2 separate regions of the Danio rerio genome follow, and region 1 is linked to region 2. Evidence: chromatin contacts called from public Hi-C data. All regions are on one chromosome and are shown on one strand. The core of a region is the stretch at or near the end of the contact, and the rest is flanking DNA. Distances in the headings are between cores, read along the strand shown. Region 1 holds the start of taf6l (TAF6-like RNA polymerase II, p300/CBP-associated factor (PCAF)-associated factor). Region 2 holds the start of men1 (multiple endocrine neoplasia I).

Region 1 (4,310 bases), core at 1,028-3,527, 240 kb before region 2:
GCAGATTAAATGTATAGCCTTAAGGTTTTGTTTTTATAACAATGTCTAACAATACCATTTCCTGCTAATGCTTTATAAGAATAAAATGACATATATGAAAAAATATAAACCTAAAAAAGTCACAGTCTAAAATGTATTGAATGTGTTCACACAGGGTATACAATCTGTTTTGATACTTTTTTGAATTTGAGGGAGATGTTCTTCCACTTTGTTAGAAGTTAGTTAGTGGTAGTGTTAGTGGTGTTCCCGGTAAAAAAAGAAAAGAAAATTACAGTATCAAATTAACAAAGAAGTTTCATTGTTATTTTACTATCCAAAATCTTTGTTATTTGTTGTTTGTTTGTAAAGACATTACCTACTAGTTATTGGATATTATTGTTCAACATAAAAACAAATAAATAAATAAAACAGGTTCGGAACAAGTAAAAGGTGAGTTAATGGTCACAGAATGTTCAGTTTTGGATGAGCTGTCCTTTTAATGGGGAGTACAGTGAATTTAGGGAGAAATATCCTTTAATGTGTATACTATAGGCTATTTTATTTAGGGATGCTAACGATTACTTGATGATTGACTGATTGTCAATATCCCTTTATATAATAGACCTTATCAATGACTGATTTAACATAAAAAAATAAATGTTTTTCTCACTTTAATTTTTTTTCTTGCTTCTAGTCCAAAGGCCTACATACTAAAACAAAGTTCTACATTTTTAGTATAGTTAAGGTCAGAATTATTAGCCCCGCTTTGAACTTTTTTTTCTTTTTTTAAACATTTCCTAATGATGTTTAACAAAGCAAAGAAATTTTCACAGTATGTCTGATAATTTTTTTTCTTATCTTATAGTCCTATTTGTTTTATTTCAGCAAGAGAAAAACCAGTTATTAATTTTTTAAGGTCCAAATTTTTAGCAACTTTAAGCTATTTTTTTTTTTTTATCTACAGAACAAACCATCGAAATACAATTACTTGCCTAATTACCCTAACCTACATAGTTAACCTAATTAACCAAGTCAAACCTTTAAATGTCACTTTAAGCTGTATAGAAGTGTCTCGAAAAATATCAAGTAAAATATTATTTACTGTCATCATGGCAAAGATAAAATAAATCAATTATTATTAGAAATGAGTTATTAAAACTTTTGTTTAGAAATGCATTGAAAAAAAAAAAAAACAGAAATTGGAGGAAAAAATAAACAGGGGGACTAATAATTCTGACTTCAACTGTGTGTGTGTGTGTGTGTGTGTGTGTGTGTGTGTGTGTGTGTGTGTGTGTGTGTATATATATATATATATATATATATATATATATATATATATATATATATATATATATATATATATATACATACACACACACACATCAGTGCAAACTACAAAGCAAAGCAGGTCCACATACAGATATGGACAAAATGGTTGGTGCCCTTTAACTGAAGAAAGCCCCACAGCAGTCACTGAAATAACTTGAAACGGATAAAAAAAAAATCAATAATCACAAAATAGGTGAAAATAAACAACAAGTTTTGTTCATGTCTGTATAAGCTTTAAATCATTGAGGTAAAGTTGGTTTTATATTCGCTAATTTTAACGGTCCTCATGATTAACTTTACTTACCACGCTATTGGTCTGAAATCGCAGTCAAGTATGACTTCATTCAAAAAAACATTAGCAACATTCAATTGGCTCTGAAGAATGTTATACTTTAATAGTCACATTTTGATAGTCATTAATTGATTTCCCCATTTATAATTTACAAATAATACTTTTATAAAATGACATTATTAATGAGAAAGTCTGAATGTGGAAATATAAAACCAACTGCAGCCCAGTAACGTTAATGAAAAGATGAACTGGTATATGTGACCTGTGTGGCCTCCCTGAGCCGGTAGCACACATCCTCGGCCAGCAGACCCGCCAGTTCCTCGCTGAGCTCCACTCCGGCGCTCTCCGCCATCAGTTTGACGGACTCCCGGGGCACTTCAGCGAAGCGCCGTTCCTCCCTCTCGGTCATCTTCACGTTAGAACTAAAGATGCTGCGGATTAACGTCAGACCCGCGTAACACCAGCCTCTCCTTATTACTCCTCGCAAGGCTGCGTTAGCATAACAAACTGGGGCTAAAAACACGCATCGTACCTTCTTATTGTCAACCGGTGCTGAGTGGGCTCATAAATGTCATTTATTTTCTGATTTACAGCATTGTTGTGAGTACGTTAGCACAAGATGCTAAACTCTTCCGACAACACACTGCTGAACTTGAGGAGGGTGTCCGATTGGCTAAGAACTCCGCGCATGCGCAGTTTTGTTTGTTTTCTGTGGCGCGGAGTTTTCGCTTCAGATAGTTTGCCATTTATATTAGCATCAAGTGTTCTACATGTCTGATTTCACACACGCTGTATTATTTAATAATAATGGAAAAACATTTCAGCCAAACTGCCAATGTGAACTGCAAAATTCAAGGCCTTCAACTGTCTGTATTAAAATGTAAAGCCGCCATTTAGGGTACAAATATGTATTTGCAAATATATTAAAAATACAAAAATATATTTGCGAACCCTGCTGAAAAAACTGCTTATACCAGCCTAGGTTGGTTGGCTGGTTTTAGCCGTCTTAGCTCAGACTGGGAGATGACCAGCCTAGTCAGGCTGGAAGGCCAGCCAAGACCAGCTAAAACCAGCCTGGTCAAGCCTGGTTCCTGGAAAAAAATATACAGGTCTATCAAAGTAACAAAGAAGTTTCATTGTTATTTTACCACCAGAAATCCTTTTGTCATTTTTGTTTGATTGTAGTTGTCTGTGTGAAACTGATTGATTGCAGGCCTCCATGATATATAAGCAAAAAAGCTAAATTCAAAATAAACGCACTGTGTATCACATTATAGCATGCTTTAATGCTTACCTACAAAGTTTTGTTTTAATGTTGTAAAATATAAATGAAAGAAAGAAGATAAAATAAAGAATGAATCCCATATTAATATAGGCCTAGCATACAATTTTAAAACTGTTTAAATGGAGAGCTATTTTCTGCAGAAACATACGAAAAAGCTATGAAGTTTTCAACAGTTCGAAGCTATTCAAAGCAATAAACAGATGCACACATTATTTTATAGGAATGCTAAATATTTAGACAGAATTCATGCTTGTGCACGTCAAATAAAAGCCAAAACTTTAGTTTAGTCAGAGACTTTCTGAAATAACAGAACCCATCAACACATTGAGGTTGGATTACTCACACATTCAGACGTTCTCCTTAATAATGTAATTTCAGAAAAAGTATTCTTTGCAAAGTCTAAACGATGAACTCATATTAGCAGCCAATCACTATCAAAGCACAACATTGCTCACAGTCAAATAAATAGTGCTAATGTTGTTTTCAGGTCATGCTTACATGTGATTTCAGACTGACTATTCAAAGTATCTTGCTAAACAATATAGGGAGCATTTCACAAGTTATCACTGAATGAATGTGCAAATATAAAACCAACTTTACCTCAATCATCAACATACCTAGTGGTGGTTCTAGCTTAAATTGCACCCTGGGCGAATCACCCCCATATACACAATATTAAAAATATTTATATTTATTATAAATAAAATTATTATTAATATTATCATTATACAATTATTATATTAAAATAATTAACAGAAAACAATCCTAAATATAACTGGAAAATGATGCAAAGACAAAACTGGAGTGATAAACTAAGATCACTTAAGAATTTGCATATAGCCTATAATTATCTGTTCATCTTGTTCATCATGACTCAAGGCCGAGAATTAATGTTATTAAGTCTTACATCCCCAACTCTATCCCTCATTTTTGCTTCTAGCCATGCTTAGACAAAATAAGATCATCATCATATTATAGAAGCCTATATGGCTGTAAGCAGAAATGAGTCGGGAAAGTAAGACTTAATAACATTAACAACTTGCAAAACTCGCTGTGTGTCAACATCTCATTCATTCATTCATTTTCTTGTCGGCTTGGAAAAAATCTTGTACAAATGATCTGTCAGTAGCAGTTAATGATGCTCATTCTTCCTGCCTGCCCCCTTTTAAAGTTTTTCAAGTGCTTTATTTTGGTCAATAATATGTTCAATGTACACTTTTGGACCAATGTTAATGTATTTTAAAGCCTACTTTCCCTAAGCTGGTTTTAGTTGGTTGAACAGCCTGGTTTTAAATCATTCATTCATTCATTTGCTCGTCGGCTTAGTCTCTTTATTAATCCGGGGTCGCCACAGCGGAATGAACCTTCAACTTATCCAGCAAATTTTTATGCAACGAATGCCCTTCCAGCCGCAACCCATCTCTG
Region 2 (4,647 bases), core at 1,239-3,738:
AGTATATGTAATCCTGACTCAATCATCTATAATTAAATCATATAAGTAATTGATAGTGTTTTTATTGAATGTAAAACATAATGGCAAAATCACAAATACAAATAGGTGTGTATGTTATGTTTACAGTTTCGGTACTAATTATAAGTCATTTAGATTATGCAGACTGTTTCCACAACACCAGATTACATTACGTTTTAAACTACCCATAATCAGATTACTGTTAACCACTTTGACCTACTTGGTAAATATTTCAAGTTTATGTCATTGGTGCTAGGTCAAAAGTAATCCAAAAGTAATCCAAGTACGTAAAAAGTAATCCAGAATTGTTATAAAATAAATTACAAAGTAATTTTGAAATCAGCAACAGGTGTGGTGAAAAGATTACTGAAACATCATACTCAAGTAAAAGTACCATTAAAAATGTAGTGCAAGTAGAGTGAAAGTGTGTGTTGTAAATATTACTTAAATAATGAGTAAAAGTACCCAAGAGTAGCGAGTATTACACTCTGAAAAGTTGATGTGTTTTCATGCAGTTTGTGCAGGGATGTGTAAACGTAACATTCTGTAGTCCATTTAGTGATCTTCCTAAATTTGTTCCTTCCTTCCTTTTTTCCTTCTATTGTTTGTTTGTTCTGTCCTTCATTAATTTGTTTGTTTCTTCCTTCATTCCCTCCTTAATTCGTTCACTGATTCATTCATTCTTTTGTTCCTTTCTTTATTTGGTTATTTGTTCATTCATTCAATCGTTCATTCCTTTCTTCCTTAGTTGTTCAGTCCTTTCTTGATTGCTTCCTTCATTCATTTGGTCCTTCCTTCCTTCATTAGTTCAGTCCTTCCTTTCTTTCCTTGTTCGGCCCTTCCTTCATTTGACCCTTCCTTTCATTCTTCATTTGTTCCATTTAGTGATTGTTTAGTGCTGTTTGGCAATTTCAGTCATCATGCAGTCGACATCCTTCATTTTCTCATCAGTGACATGCCGTCTATAAACACTCTCTGGTTCATAGCGTATGAAGATCTTCTTGGACATTTGTAATGCTTCCAAACGGTTTGCTGCATTTATAAAGCAGCCATATCTTGATGTTGTTCAGTAGGATGTGATTTACTTTCTATGTGGGATTTGATTAGACGGGAAATACAGAACTGATTTTCTACTCAGCCAGTACCCATAGATAAGAAAAAATAAAGTAGTGACTCCAGGTTAAAGTTTTTTGCTAGATCAGATCCAGTATGCTTGCGGCCGGAAGTTAACAAGAATTATTTATTCATTTTCTTTTCGGCTTAGTCCCTTTGTTAATCCGGTGTCGCCACAGTGGAATGAACCACCAACTTATCCAGTACGTTTTTACGCAGCGGATGTCCTTCCAGCTGCAGATTCCAGATCTCTGGGAAACATCCACACACTCCTTCACACTCATACACTACGGACAATTTAGCCAACCCAATTCACCTCTACCACATGTCTTTGGAATGTGGGGAAAAGCGGAGCACACGGAGGAAACCCACGCGAACGCAGGGAGAACATGCAAACTCCACACAGAAACACCAACTGACCCAGCCGAGGCTCGAACCAGCGACCTTTTTGCTGTGAGGCGACAGCACTACCATCTGCGCCACTGGGTCGCCTGAGATTTATTTATATTATTTATTAAATTTCCTACTTATTGTATTAAATTAACGTCTACCCCCACCCTAAACCCAACCGTCACAGTAATGTTAAAACAGTAGTAGTACTGAGTATTATTTATGCTATCTATTAAATTACCTATTAAATTTTAGTTTTTAACGCCGGCTATCCCCACCTCAACCCTAAACCAAACCGTCATAGTACTGTTAAAATATTAATTATTGTTAGGCCTATATAGTGTCATAAAAAAGGCTGGTATTGATGTGCATATCGCACTTCCAGCCGACCGCATATGCGATCTAGACTTTACCCAGGTTGAAGGAAAATAGTGGAGTAAAAGTACCAATACAGCACAAAAGAGGGACTCAAGGGGAAGTATACAAATTTAAAACTAACGTTACTTAGTAAATTACAATTCCTGAGAAAAACTACTCAATTACAATGATTTGAGTATTTGTAATTTGTTACTTTACACAACTGCTGGCACAAAATCAAAAGTAATCCAAAGGTAATCCAAGTAGCGTAAGTAAAAGTAATCCAAAAACATTATTGACTAAATGACATGGTAAGTTGAAAATCAGCAAGCAACAGACTAACGTTACGCTTTGGAAGTAATTTAGTCAATACACACCAATGAATGTAAGGTGCACACCCTACTTTCGTCTCCAAACACTGGCGGTGATGTAGCAAAAACTGGCTCGCCAACCGTCATTAATAGCAACGATGACACTACTACATTTCCCAAAATGCTTTTAGAACCCGGAAGTGATCTGTGAACAATAGGATTGCCCGGTTCAACGTTTTGACGTAGGAGCAGACTGTTTACGTCTCTGGCGTTTTGTAGAAGCTTCTGTCCTTTGACTGCGCGGCAAAAGCAAGGAGCAAAACAAAAGCATGTGGATGTAATTTCAACAAAGGTATGTTTTGTGGATGAAACAACGCATCGCGTTATTGTTTAGAAAGCAAGGCTAGAACAATATGTTTAATTCAAAACGCCCTCTAACCTAGAAAAACACCAGAAGCTGATATTTTGTGCAAGCTAGTTAACGTTAGCTGCAGCAGCATCATGCAGATGTCCACACAGGCGCACATGGGTTGCTGTTGCGCTGTTTTCATTGCTCAAAAATTCATGCACTGGGTCGTTATTGATAGCATCTTGCATGGCATTCTTTTATTATGTCTGAATACTGGTTGTTTAAATGTAACTCTTGGTATCAGTGGAGTATACTGTAACTTACCTCGAGCTTATGCTTGAGGTAAAACGTTCAACCTGTCTAATGTCAACTCTAGCCAATCCAAAAGCTTTATTTTGGATTTGACAGCTAATTAATCCAATTTAATGTTAAGTTTTACATTTGGGACATCAAGTGTGGCTATACACGTGTCTTTGGGGATTTCCCTAAGTGACCACTTGGCATCCTTTGAGCCAGCAAGTACACACTTTAAATATTTGTCTATTTTATTTGCTGTGCTTTAAATCAGGGTCAGAAATGACCCAATAATGGCACCAGAACTGATTTTCAAAAAACATTTTAATCTTTGCTGAATCTTGCATGTCATTCACAGTATGTTTTATTGTGTTTCCAGGTGGAATATTTGCACAATATCATACTTATATGTGTCATTTTAAATACTGTGTAAAATACACATAAAACACTAAATAAATGTAATGCCTTCAAATTGTAATCAATTTAGTTTGTGCAGGGACATACATTGACCCAGAACCTTTATTTTGGCATTTTTAAGTTTCCTTTAAATTCTAACCTTGCAGTGTAAGTAACATTTCTAAATACACAAATGAAAATATTGGCTTCGAATTTCGTGCTATATTGTGCTAGATCTGTTCTATGGTAATGTCAAGTGTGTGTACTATTTTTTTTCTTAGTGTTACAGTCTAGTATGCAAAGAGTAACTCCTGCCCACTTTATCAGACACTGGTAAAATGAGATAAGACGCATTGTTTGTATCTACAGAACACAATGAGGGAGGGAATACATTGGTCTGCTGTATTTTGATTAAACCTGATATATGGGTGTCACCTAAATTAAAAACTGTTGCAGTGAAGCATGTAATCATACTTTGCTGTTCTGGTACGTTAAACATAATATTTGTGTATATTCAGGGTATCCGTGGGATCTTGTCAATACACACCTCAGGGCTGGGCGATATGGGCAAAATATCATATCTCCTGGAATTTTTAAGAGGAATGACGGTATACGATATATATCCGGAATTTTCCCATAAATGGTTACTTGAGAGTTAAGGCCTTTATTAAAAGTTTATTAAACATTTTTAAACTAAATATAATTCAAACACAGGGGGTTCTCCCGCTGTTTACAAATAAACAGCTGCAGAAAAAAATAACAGCTGCACAAAATCTTTAATATATAAAATACAGTGCAGGTTTTTCTCCTGCTTAAAAATGTTGCACAATATTTTAAATTATAAAAAAAATCTTTGATAAATAAAAAACAGTACAGGGTTTGTCAGTAGTCAGCACTACTGTGCAAATAACAAAATAAACAGAACTGTAGAAAACAGAGCTACATTGTCAGAGCAAAAAAGGAACACACTTAAATAGTAACACAACAAAAAGTCTTGTAGGATAAAAAATCTCCACTTAACACCTGCTTGATGGAGATTAAAGCCTGGATGCAACAAAACTATCAAAAATTAAACAGCTCCAAGACTGAGATTTTACTTATCGGCACACCCTCTAATGTTAAGAGATGTGGCAATCTCAAGTTAACAGTTGATGAATTTCTTTTAACTCCTTCTATGCAGGTGCGAAATCTTGGTGTCCTCTTTAATGCTCAGCTTAGCCTCAAACCTCATTTTAAACAGTTAACAAAAACTGCATTTGATCACTTGCGCAACATTGCCCGCATCCGTCCTTTTCTCTCAACACCAGATGCTGAAAAGCTTGTCCATGCTTTTATTACGCCTCATTTAGATTTTTGTAACTCTTTATTTGGGGGTCTGCCAGCCAATTCACTTAAGATCTTACAATATGTTCAAAACTC

The links. Hi-C and Micro-C count contacts between places; a contact is called where the count stands out from the background.
Region 1: a contact with region 2 is called in a Hi-C map of hematopoietic stem cells, with 4 times the contacts expected there. The contact joins the promoter of taf6l here to the promoter of men1 in region 2. A contact is called at or near these places in 1 of 18 Hi-C or Micro-C datasets (hematopoietic stem cells) and 2 of 4 datasets of contacts at active chromatin or transcription factors (caudal fin and embryo).

What each region holds. Positions count from the first base shown.
Region 1 is chr7:17,922,783-17,927,092 of GRCz12tu, reverse strand. taf6l (TAF6-like RNA polymerase II, p300/CBP-associated factor (PCAF)-associated factor) reads right to left here and starts at 2,277. Exons shown (of 11, transcript NM_001199722.1): 1 at 1,863-2,277. The coding sequence starts at 2,009.
Region 2 is chr7:17,682,456-17,687,102 of GRCz12tu, reverse strand. It overlaps men1 (multiple endocrine neoplasia I), which reads left to right and starts at 2,488. Exons shown (of 10, transcript NM_130953.1): 1 at 2,488-2,541.